Linked DNA regions of Xenopus laevis: region 2 is linked to region 1. A link is a contact called in public Hi-C data. All regions are on one chromosome and are shown on one strand. The core of a region is the stretch at or near the end of the contact, and the rest is flanking DNA. Distances in the headings are between cores, read along the strand shown. Region 1 has its middle 180 kb from the start of arglu1.L. Region 2 holds the start of efnb2.L (ephrin B2 L homeolog).

What was found. Hi-C and Micro-C count contacts between places; a contact is called where the count stands out from the background.
Region 2: a Hi-C map of animal cap shows a contact between it and region 1, with 8 times the contacts expected there. A contact is called at or near these places in 3 of 4 Hi-C or Micro-C datasets (the XL177 cell line, the XTC cell line and animal cap).

What each region holds. Positions count from the first base shown.
Region 1 is chr2L:123,046,391-123,052,422 of Xenopus_laevis_v10.1, forward strand. No RefSeq gene overlaps it. Among protein-coding and RNA genes, the nearest start is that of arglu1.L, 180 kb to the right of the region's middle.
Region 2 is chr2L:123,256,684-123,262,607 of Xenopus_laevis_v10.1, forward strand. It overlaps efnb2.L (ephrin B2 L homeolog), which reads left to right and starts at 4,403. Exons shown (of 5, transcript NM_001086485.1): 1 at 4,403-4,968. The coding sequence starts at 4,847.

The DNA of each region.
Region 1 (6,032 bases), core at 1,186-3,685:
AATGACAGGTTGATTAAGTCATTTAAGAACAGGGTGACTTGTAGAATCCCTTTCCTCTCAAGTTATAGTTAAAAACTTGCTGAAAATAAATGACTTTAAGTGATGCAATATTTTCATTCTTCTCTGAAAAAAAATCATGTCCATATTGGTCTCACAGTAAATAAACTTATACCATAAGTAAAATATAGATGTGTGACAATTAGGGTTGCCACCTTTTCTGGAAAAAAATACCGGCCCTCCTATATATTTAACTTTTTCCCTATTAATAACATTGGGATCAGCCATCATTTTTACTGGCCAGGCCGGTAAAATATCGGCCAGGTGGCAACCCTAGTGACGATCGATACCATAATAATTTTTTTTATCCTGCAGAGAGCAGAACATAAGAAAAAAATTAAAGCGATACTGGGAATGGGAATTTTTTTTTTTCAAAACGCATCAGTTAATAGTGATGCTCCAGCAGAATTCTGAACTGAAATTCATTTCTCAAAAGAGCAAACAGATTTTTTTATATTAACTTTTGAATTCTGACATGGGGAAAGACATATTGTCGGTTTCCCAGCTGCCCCAAGTCATGTGACTTGTGCTCTGATAAACTTCATTCACTCTTTACTGCTGTACTGCAAGTTGGAGTGATATCATCCCACTCCCTTTCCGCCAGCAGCCTAACAATAGAACAGTGGGAAAGTAACGAGATATTAGCTCCCTAACACAAGATAACAGCTGCCTGGTAGATCTAAGAACTGCACTCACTAGTAAAATCCAGGTCCCACTGAGACACATTCAGTTACATTGAGTAGGAAAAGCAACAGCCTGCCAGAAAGCAGTTCCATCCTAAAGTGCTGGCTGGTTCTTAAAGCAACCTGACCAGGCAAAATGACCTGAGATGGTTGCCTACACACCTATATTACAACTTAAACAAAATACACTTGCTGGTTCAGGAATTACATTTTATATTGTAGACGTAAAGTGAATTATTTGCAGTGTAAACAATGTAATTAACATCATAAAAATCCTGACAGAATCTCTTTAAGATTAGACAGTCAAATTTTATTGGACTGAATTAACATTTGATAGATAGATAGATAGATAGATAGATAGATAGATAGATAGATAGAATATATATAGTCCTCTGAATGTATCCAACTATTTTTATACTTCCCTATCATGTCTTCCAATGGCACATTGGCTGAAAGTGTATGCTGCAACTTTACTCAGAGCAATGTCAGAGTAAAATATGTATTATGGTGACACAGACCTTTATTTGTTCACTGCAACCATAATCACAGTAACAAGGTAGCTTCTGCACAGTCTTTGAACAATGAATCACTATTTCATCCATGAAGGTGAAGTAAAGAAAATACACTCCAATCCACAAGTGAGACAATTGTAAGCACAGAGAGGGCTATTAATTTAAATACTGATTTGTTGGCAGAATGTTTAGAATAGCAGGCAGTATTACATTATGGTGCATGAATAGAAATGTAGACGAAGTTGTTTAGTTTGGTGTGAATTGCTACCAACAGGTATTCTTTTTGATCTCACTTAAGACCAGAGGTATGTTATTTGTAACTTGAGCAGAACACAGTTGGCTTTCAATGGCTGAAATCTTAGTATGTTTGCCCAGTAGAGCACCTGGCTCTTAGGCAGTGAATGTTTAGAAAAACACCTTTAATAATATTGTGATGAGGCAAATCAATGTTTGTGTTCTTAGCATTTACTGGCTTAATTCTTAGCATCTGTCATCTGTATCATTGTGAATCACTCATTCCCTCTCTGCACTGTAAACAGCTTACTTTAGGATTCCACTCACTTTCTTCTGCTATGGAAAAAGACCATGTGAAGTGCAAAATAAGAGACCACCCTCCCTGTAAACTAATGAAATTACCATATTAAGGAAATGAAATGTGCTGTAAACTGTAAACCACAAATTTTACCAAGTAATACATTTTAAAGTTCCTTATTTAAAGCAACTCATGTTACTGGAACTTTTTTTTTAAAGTAATGTGAAAGTGGGCTTTTCAAATGAAGCCATTTCCATTGCATGGTCAAAATATTGACAATTTCTGAGAACTACTTTGCAAAACACATTAGGGTAAACGTGGAACCTTTATCACATGGAAGCATTTCTTACCCCTGTATTTTAATTGTAAGCTAGTACAGTATGCACTCAAGCCCCACACTCAAGCTAGTGATCCTGAGTGGCATCCATGAGTGTCTGTTTTGACCACCATGTTTGTCCCATAAGAGCAGTGTGGCTGTCAGTACCATAGGATGGTGACCTTTGGGAAGTGATTAGTAGTCAGACCACTACCTTGTTCTTTACCGTTTCAATTATTCAGTTTTGATCTGATCAAATTGATGGTGCCTTTGCATTATCAATGGTTAATGGTCTAATTTACTTGCAGTAACAATAAACCTTTAATTTCATCAGCGTTTAGGCACTGGAGGTTTAGAGTAAATAATATGTCTCCTTGGCTGCAGAGACCCATGCTTGAAATCTGAGCTCTGCCCCACGGGTAGCCTTGAGGGTGTGAAACCAGGCTCCCTCACAGATTTACATTTCTTTAGAGGAGTTTTTTGTTATGCAGATTGTTCGATGTTTTTCATGCCTTTCTACTGATTTGCAAATGAATGCTTTTCAAAATGAAACAACAGAACATTTCCCAAAATTACTTCAAAGCGGGATACTTTAACAGTAAAATAACTCCTGACATTACCGTAAGGTTATAAAAGGGATAGTTATGGTTCATTTACTAATAGTCAGCTTCTCAGTCGTGCATGACGTGACATAGTCAGCCTGACCACACAACGCACACTTCAGAGATCTATGCAGGTTAAAAATACATTTTTAGCTGATAGGAGGGGCTAAAATTGTCTTACAGAATTAAACACAAACTGGATTCTTAAGGTTAAGAAGTTATCTTCATCTTGCATACAGAATGCAGAGCCAATACTGTGAATTCAAATACTTTAAATTGCTAACTGAAGTGCTAAACATCCATCCTTGGCATGCTGGTATCTACTTACCTGATAAAAGCTAGTTAAGCCCATTCAGATCTGATCTCTTCAGCCTGGATAAAGCTGGCCATACATGGAGAGATCCGCCAAACGAGCGGATCTGTCCTCGATATGCCCACATTTAGGTGGGCATTATCGGTCCGTAGGGCCCAACAATCAGATCACAATACAGGTGGTCGGATCACAGGACTGCATCAACTAACAGAAGAGGCCGTAATCTGACTGGAATCTTTACCCTGCCCGATCGACATCTGGCTGACTTTCAGCCAGATTTCGTTCGGGGAAGCCCATTGGAGGGCCCCACACATGGGCCAATAAGCTGCCGACTCGGTCTTCCGGCAGCTTTTATCATCCTTTGTATGGGGGCCTTAATGCAATGATTTTACTGGTGCTTCACTTGAAGGAGTGAAATTTCACATGAAGACCACAATTCACTACAAAGTGACTTATCCTACAATAATGTGTGTTTGCCGTCAATAATGGCATTAGTGTGTGATTCACTTGCAGCAAGCCAGTTACATGTGTAGGAACAACATGCTAAGGGAACCATCTTCAAGGCGGATTTTAATCCAAGGGTTTCCTTGAATCTATGGAGTGCAAGTGCCTGCCTCTGGTAATAGTCTTCAACTACATGCAACATAACACCCGGTTTTACACATTGTACCTGTGCTCATAAATGCATATTTTTGAATTTTCTCAGTTTAAACCATGGGGCATGCACAGCTGCAGTCAGTGTTGTATCCAAATACACACCAATTTGAGCCCTCATTCACACGGACTACTTGAAATCTGCTGATGTAGATGTAAACTTATGAAATAATTTGATGAATCTTTCTTTCTTTCTTTTTATCTCACACATAGACAAATACAGTATTCTAAATAAATAGTTGGAGGGGCATAGGTGACTTAAGAGAAACCATTCTACAGAAGGGTTATATTGTGCATACAGTTATTTGTTTATGGAAAATATATTAGGGTAATTTACAATGCCCCCAGCAGTGTGCAAGGTGCAAAAATGGGACCTTGTGAGAATAGCCTCAGGCCTTTGCGCTCCATTTTGGAGCACACGACTTGCACCCTACCCACACCATCGTTTGCATGCACATGTTATGGATTGGAAGGAGACTCGGGCCCTGTACTTACTGCTTGCCCAATGGCAGGTAGAAAGGACAAGGCTGGACTGTGTCTCCTGATAGAAGAGAAAGTGCTCTTGCACCTGTACCCCCAGGGTTATAAATGTGCCCTATGATGTCTCAGGAGTCTGAGTGGTGTGCTCAAAGTAAATGCTTGGTAAAGCCTTGACTTCTCCATTAGCATAATACTCTGGCCAGCAGATGGCAATGTTCCACTGCACCAAATGGAGTAAAGTGAACTAGTTCTTTTGACAATTAACATTATTCAGACAGTTTTCACTGTGAGTGAATAAGCAAACACATGCAGATAACTATGAACTTATGAGAGGGACTAGTAAATGGCCATATATTGATTATGTTAATAAAAGACCAGCTTATTAATAGAGTAATGGTTTTCCTAAAATCATGGATTGGACTGGGCTAGTGGGACACCAGTAAAAAACCCAGTGGTTCCCAGACCTAGTGGGCCACACAGCCCACGCCGACCCAGGTCCAATCACTCCAGCTGGAACTGCGAGCTTAGGCACCCCCAATTGCAGCCACAAATGAGAAGGATTCGGTAAGCATTATGTAACAGGGGGGAGGGGCAGGATTTGGAGGAGCTGACTAGAGTTTGCAACTGGCGTGGGGGGCCCCAGGCAGCAGCCCTGGTGGGCCCCAGACTCCCCAGTCAGACATTGCCTATAATATTAAACTGAATAGCAGTTTACTGCCAACCATTATGACAATCATTAGACATATCACAGTTGCTATTCCATTCTATAATCATCTCCCCAATTTAGTCCTCTTTGGCAATTTGACCTCTGCTAATGACTTTTCAAATGTAGATACTGCTTGTGTCCTTGTGTCCAATGTCCCTTCCTTTAGAATTGAAATACATCCAGCTGTGTACAGTACCTTCCTGGTCTTTACCCCCCATGGTGTTTCTATTTGCAGAATATCTGGCAGGAAACTGAATGAAGGGGCTAAGGGGAGCATGTTTATGTCGATCATCTATCATTCACCTACTTGGAAAGTGAACAGGAGGGTTATCCCTAGAGCTAGGGAATGTCAAAAAGAAAGGAAGCAGATGATATATTGCCTTATCTATAATTAGCATGACACGATGATGATGAGATAAATACAAAAGAGGAAGATGGATATGGAAAGCTATATTCTTAAAATAATGGTACAATGAGTTCCTTATCAATAACAATTAGAGTCACGTGAGCTATACTTAGCAACATCCTGGGGTACCTATCAATTAAACATCACTTAAGTCAGTGAAACCAAGCCCAGACTCTCACTAGAATTACTAACAGATGAAGTGTTATGCACTTCATCTGTCTTGTTTAAGTAAAACTCTAAACCAGTAAAATGTCTTAAATATATCAAGGTTTGTGTAATTATCATTGTAAATCTTCTATCTCCTTGTAGGATTACTAAAAACAATCTTTATGAGGCACATATCATGTGTGTCGCTTATTAAAAAGTGGTTGTGGAAAACCACTTAAGCTAATTATAAGAATATGCATTGAAAGAAAAGGTGCTGAACATGAGGACACTACCTATCAGGGACAAATGTATGTAGTAGTGACACAAAGATGTATATTTGGTACATGTTACCAATGTAGTTAGGCAAATCAACCCTTTCCCTAGAGTGGCCTATCAATCTATAATTAGTGACTGTTAAGAAGGTTATTTACTTTTTAGTTAATATGGTTTTCTAGAATGCATGCCCAATTATGGTCTTTTTTTTTACTTCCTGTTAAGTCTCGCCTTTGCGGAATACTACATCCTCTCAAGGAAGTGACACTTTGAAACAGGAAATGCTTCTCCACCTCTGCTAACGTTACTTATGTGGATGAATAATTGACAAGAGCCATGAACATTCTGCAA
Region 2 (5,924 bases), core at 3,153-5,652, 210 kb after region 1:
AATCAGTCATGTGCACTATTGCAGCAGTCTGGCAGATCCTCCAACAGCTGACTAAATACAGAAATATATGTATATATAGCTGCCTTCGTAATAATAATTAAAAAAAATATATATATATATATATATATATATATATTGCAATTATGATGATTCAGACATTAATATATGCATTATATATGTAATGCATCCTCCTTCTTGCTTGCTTGTTTATCAGAGCGATTGTTTGCTGTTGTATTTTTAGCAGTTGGGTTCTATTTGGAGCCAGGACCAGGATTCCCGTTTCCTTTGTTTTACTCCTAACAAGGATGCAGCAGACAGAGGTCAGCCCTGACTCACAGCCGCCCTCACTCATCTATCTCACCGTGCGCTATTTAAAACGTAAACAAATAAGAAAGAGGACAGGAATTGCGTGGAGCAACAGATATTTTTTTTCCCAGATGATAAAGGGCCTCTGCCAGCACCGAGGAGCTGCAATTAGGCTGTGTAATAATAACAGTCATGGATGGTTCTCCCAGATATGGATCAGTCCCTCCTCCTGTAGGATCATGGCATTGCCCATAGCTCATGGTCTGGGACTGGAGGGGAGATGTGTGTTTGGATATTCCATGGTTTGTCTATACCACTTGATGGATATCTGTCCAGCAGAAACCCTGTCTGTCTGCTGCTTAATGTGATTTGATCCCATCCCGGGCAGCCAGACTCTTTTCTTCTGATGAAAACCTGATCCACGACCTTTGTCAAACTGCAAATTAAATTAATAGTTTGCTAGTAAAGAGACCTGGAGAAAATGGAGTGTGAAAGACAAACTGCTTTTTTTTCTCTCTCTCTCTCTCTTTGATGGCGCAAAACACATTTCTGAGATAAGAAACCCCATATTAGAGAAGGGAAAGCTGGTAATGTGATCAGAAAAAAATCTAGGGGCCTCACGGGTTATGAGAATTAAGAAAAAATTCTCATGATCCCCCTCCTCCCTGATTGAATAGGTGGGATAAGAATCAGATGGTTGGCTGGCGTTAGTTTGCGACGTTACACAAATAGCATTTTAATCCCAACACATGTGTATAGAGAAGAGGGCTCAGGAGTGTCTGCCCATTGTGTTTTTACAGCTCCCCTACTCTACATTAAATTTGGGTTGGAAACTAATTATTTCATCGTTTTACTGTGTCTTTTGTGTCACTGATTGGGCAGGTTTAGCAAATACTTGTCACTTTCCATGGGGGGTGGGAGTAGAGCAAAGTGCGCCTGACTCGCTGGTATAGACAGGGGTTTGTTTATACACAATAGTATATAGTCCTCTATCTAACTCACTGGCTTAGGCAGCAGTCAGACAAATGCGTTATAGAGGCAGATGCAGTGCAAGTGTGACGCACAACAGTGTGACTCCAGTAACAATACACATTCCCCGGTGTAGGTATATATGTGTGTGTGATCATGTCACATATGATAGTGTATGTAGAAACCTACACAAGAGCATAATTACAGCAGCAAACCTTGTATAACGAAATCCATTATCCGGCCAGTTGTAAGGCCAAGCGGAGTCCTAGAAGGTCGAGCATTGCCTGTAGAGCGCTGCCGCTAGTGGGTGCTGCGACTCCGTGGGAAATAGTGCTTAGTATTGGGACCTGCAGCTGCAGACTGGAACATGAGCAAAACCTCCCCCTCCTATCCATCCCACTCTGTGAGCCTGGGAAAGACAGACATATAGAAGTTGATATGTTCCCTACTGCGGCAGCGCATGGTGTCCTGGCTGAACCGTTATAGAAATCGGCAGTTGTGCAGTAAATTCCTGGGGGCACCAATGAACTGTAGGGCAAACACTTGGGGGCTTATCTTCCTCTCTTAGCCAATCAAGATTACTAGCCAGACGTGCTGCAAAGCACTTAAGGGGCCCAGTCAGCATCTGGCCAAGGATTTTTTTTTATCACCTCTTTGCTTGTTGCAAAATGTGACAGTCGCATGTGTGATAGTGTACAGAGCATTATTGCACTGGAGTGAGCAAGGCAAACAGGCCCCAAGGGGCGATGGTGGGGGCTGGAGACTGACCCACGTGCAGATATGGACAAATCCCTTCTAAATAGATTATCTACCGCAATCATGGGCATTAACCCCCTGTCTGCCACAGATAGGCATTAACCCACTGTCTGCCACAGACATTAATCCCTTTGTCTGCCCTTTGTCTTTCACAGAGATACACATTTAGCCTGGTGACTAATTCCCAGTGCTTTAACCCGTTGTCTGCCGCAGGAACATGCACTTTTATACATTATTCTGATGTCTGGCACAGATAAATTGATCAGTTGTCTGTAACATAGAGATGCATTCTTCTGCTGCTGTACAATTATCTCCGTCCGACAGAGAGAAATCCTTTAACCCCCTGCCTGCCACACAGCTGAAAAAAAAATGCTTAAAGCTTAGCCCTCTTCTATTTCGTGGTTTGGTGTGAGTTCTAGTTCCGCGTGTACATTGTATTTCTTTTTTTTTGTAGTGTCTTATTTGTATGTAAAAACAATCTGACACACGTTAAGACAGAGGGGGCATGGGGCAAAAACAACGTTTCAGCTAAACCATGTCTGCTACAGGCTCAGATTATATAAAGGTGCTATCTAGAGTAGTAATATGGCGATATCTCGTTTGCTTGTTAGGGATGTAGGTGGCCATAAACGTACAGTCGTCCAATTTGCCTAATTCAGTGATCCCCAACCAGAGACTCGTGACTGAGCAACATGTTGCCCTCCAACCCCTTGGATCAGTGTCAGACTGGCCAACAGGGATACCAGGGCCCTTTGGCTTCTAACTGTTTGGGCAATTTCATGGTCATTCCCTATTTATTTATGGGAAAAAATCGACAATATTCGAAGAACAGAATATAGTAAGTTAATATAAAAGACTAGGAGAAGAAAGAGATTGAGTTTGGAGAGGAGGAATTATAGTTTGGAAAGTGGTCCCATGGACTAAGGTTTCCTGGTGGGCCCCATACATTCCATTCCGACATTGCCTTGTATAAGGTGCGCTCCGACCAGGCCCGGACTGGCAATCTGTGGGTTCTGGCAAATGCCAGATGGGCTGCTATAAGGTGCAATTGAAAGTCACTATTTAGTGGGCTGGTGGGGACTGTTTGGGCTTCTGTATGGGCTGATTGGGCCTCTGTGTACCTGAAATGCCAGGGCCTATTATAATTCTCAGTCCAGACCTGGCTCCGACCCCTTGGATAAGATGTTTATTTTTGAATCCCAGGCTTGGAGGCAGGTTTTGGTTGTATTTAAACCATTTTTACTATCAGAAACAGCTTCCTATAGGCTGCAAGTCCACATAAGGGCTATAAATAGCCAACCACAGACAATATTTGGCACCCCAGGAACTTCTTGCATGCTTGTGTTGTTCCCCAACTCTTTTTACATTTGAATGTGGCTCATGGGTAAAAAAGAGTTTGGGGACCCCTGTCCTAGTTATATAGTTGTCCTTATGGCTTCTCTTCCAACTATAAATTCCAGATTCCGCCTCTCCCTACTCTCTAAAAAGATCCCTGGCACAATACAAAGGCAGAAGCACAGTAAAAAGATCTAGAGAAGGCCAAATACACCAAGAATAACTCCCTAGCCCCATATAAACAGTTGGATTGTACAATTAGACAGTAGTTACATTAGATCTCCCCCCACCTACCATAATAATAGATCCATTACTAGACTATACACAGCTGGACTCTGGAAAGGAGATGATGATGATTTTACTGTGGAAATGTATATTTGATTTACTCCCTGCTGGACCGCAGAGGATACACATTTCATCTATTTACTCCCCAGGGATGACTATTTTCTGACTAAATAATGTTTATAGTGAGAAGTGTCAAATCTCCCAAGATGCTCCCTGGAGGCTGCTCCAGAGGTCACACCGGTTATTATGTGAGTTGAGGAGGTCTGGGACTATCTGTTCTGCAGCAACTGATTAGCTAGAGGCTGTTATATTTTATATAATATATATATATATATCACATTTATTGTTTGTAAAAAATATATTTTCTCACAGTTACACAGTTGATTAATTGAATAGTATCACTATAAACGCGTCTATCCAGTCGGTTTGGCTTCATAGTTTTCGCAATGAATTTTCCTGAAAAAAAGGGATCCAAGAAAGAAAGTGGAGTTTGTGTATGTCGCAGTGTAGGGTCACCTAATGAATATTAATAGCCGCCGATGAGTTCATGTTTTATTGTATGGGAGGTCTGTACCTGTCACACACAATACGATGCCAAGGAGCAGACGCGCTCTGTCTTAACTATCGATTGACGTGAAGCGCCGCCAATCCGCTCCGCTCTTGAGCATGTCAGCCAATGAGAAGGACGGGCGGGAGTGGGCGGGCTGAGTTTATATGGCTAAAGCGCTGCGCTGAGAGAGACTTGGGTTTAGTGAGAAGTAGTGCGAGGATCTGCAGCTGAGTTCATTATCCGTGTGCCCGGAGCAGCAGTGCCACACACAGTCGTACCCCGCCATTGGCAGCCAATCAGGGATCTGCGGCAGCTTTTATCTGCGGGCACCTATAGGATACACACAGGGACTGCCTGGAGCTGGATTAATACAGCGCACTTTGCGGGCTCTTTGGCTTAGGATCACAGACAGGGTTGCCGGATGACGGGTCCCCTTGATAACAGCGCGGCCCCTTTTGGTACCTTGGGATACAGTGCATGTGAGCAGGAGTTTGCCGTTTGGAGTTGATTTGTTGCGCAGTGTCAGTCGCAGCAGCTCAGGGAGTTGGATATCCCCCCGCTGGTTGGACTCTCGGGGATCACTGGCTTTGACTAGAGCCGAAACGTTGCGTTTGGTCAGTGATAGTTTCTTGGGGCGGCCAGATCATGGCACTGAGCGGGGACTCGGTGTGGAAGTACAGCCTGGGAGTTTGTATTCTCTTGCTCAGGACTGCGATCTCCTGGTCTACAGTGCTGGATCCTATATACTGGAACTCGTCCAACGCCAGGTAAGTCCCGAGCCCTTTTACTCTTTACGTCAGTGTGTGAGGGCCACATACAGACACGGTGCGACACTCTAATCAGCAGTGTTGTATAGATATTATCAGCGTGTAAGCGTGTCCGTACAGGGACATTCTACCCACGACCCCTTGGTAGTGGCAAATTAAAACCCACCGAGCTCCGGGCTCAGTTGAAGTTCACCGGTAGCTACAGGGCCGTAGTCGGCAGTTTGGGCATCGCTGTCATAACACTGGGCTGAGCCCTTTATTCCCTGCCGATCCCAGGGCATCCCCTGTGTTATAACTTAGCGTTCTATATGGAACCGAGCCGTGACGTGTCCGGGTCACCCCGGTACAAGGTTCTCCCATTGTCTTGTGGGTGCTGCGAGTGATTAGTCAGCTACTGGGTGAGCCAGCTCATTGGGCTCATATTGACACCGGGCTGGCAGGATCCTGGAGTCTAGGGGACGCTGCTGATCGTTCAAACGCAGAGAGACTAATATTTCTTGCAATTACCTTCCAGTCCCGAAGGATCATTTGTGTCCACTAAATCTTCGGATGGAGCTGCCATATAGAAGCAGCTTGTGATTTGTAAGCGGCAGTTTGGCATCGGCTGCTCATCTGAGGGAAGCCCTTTGTTTGTACCTCTGCTTTTTCTCATAGCGCGGCGCTGCCCACTAAGTTAGCGCTATATAAATAAATGAATCCCTGTAGCAGCCTTATCGGCGTCCCTGCAGTCCTTCCCTTCTGACCGTGCTGATCTCAGTGGTTCAGGGTAAAACAGGAGCTCATAGATACATGTAAACTCATGCCCTGTAAATTAAATTAATAGTATGGGAATCCCACAACACCCTTTAAAATATATTGATGCACATAGTCTATCCCACATACCATAAGCGGGTTCTCTGCCATCTGTATTGCTCTACCCAAAGGTTTTCTATGGCAGAGACCTGTTATTTCATTTT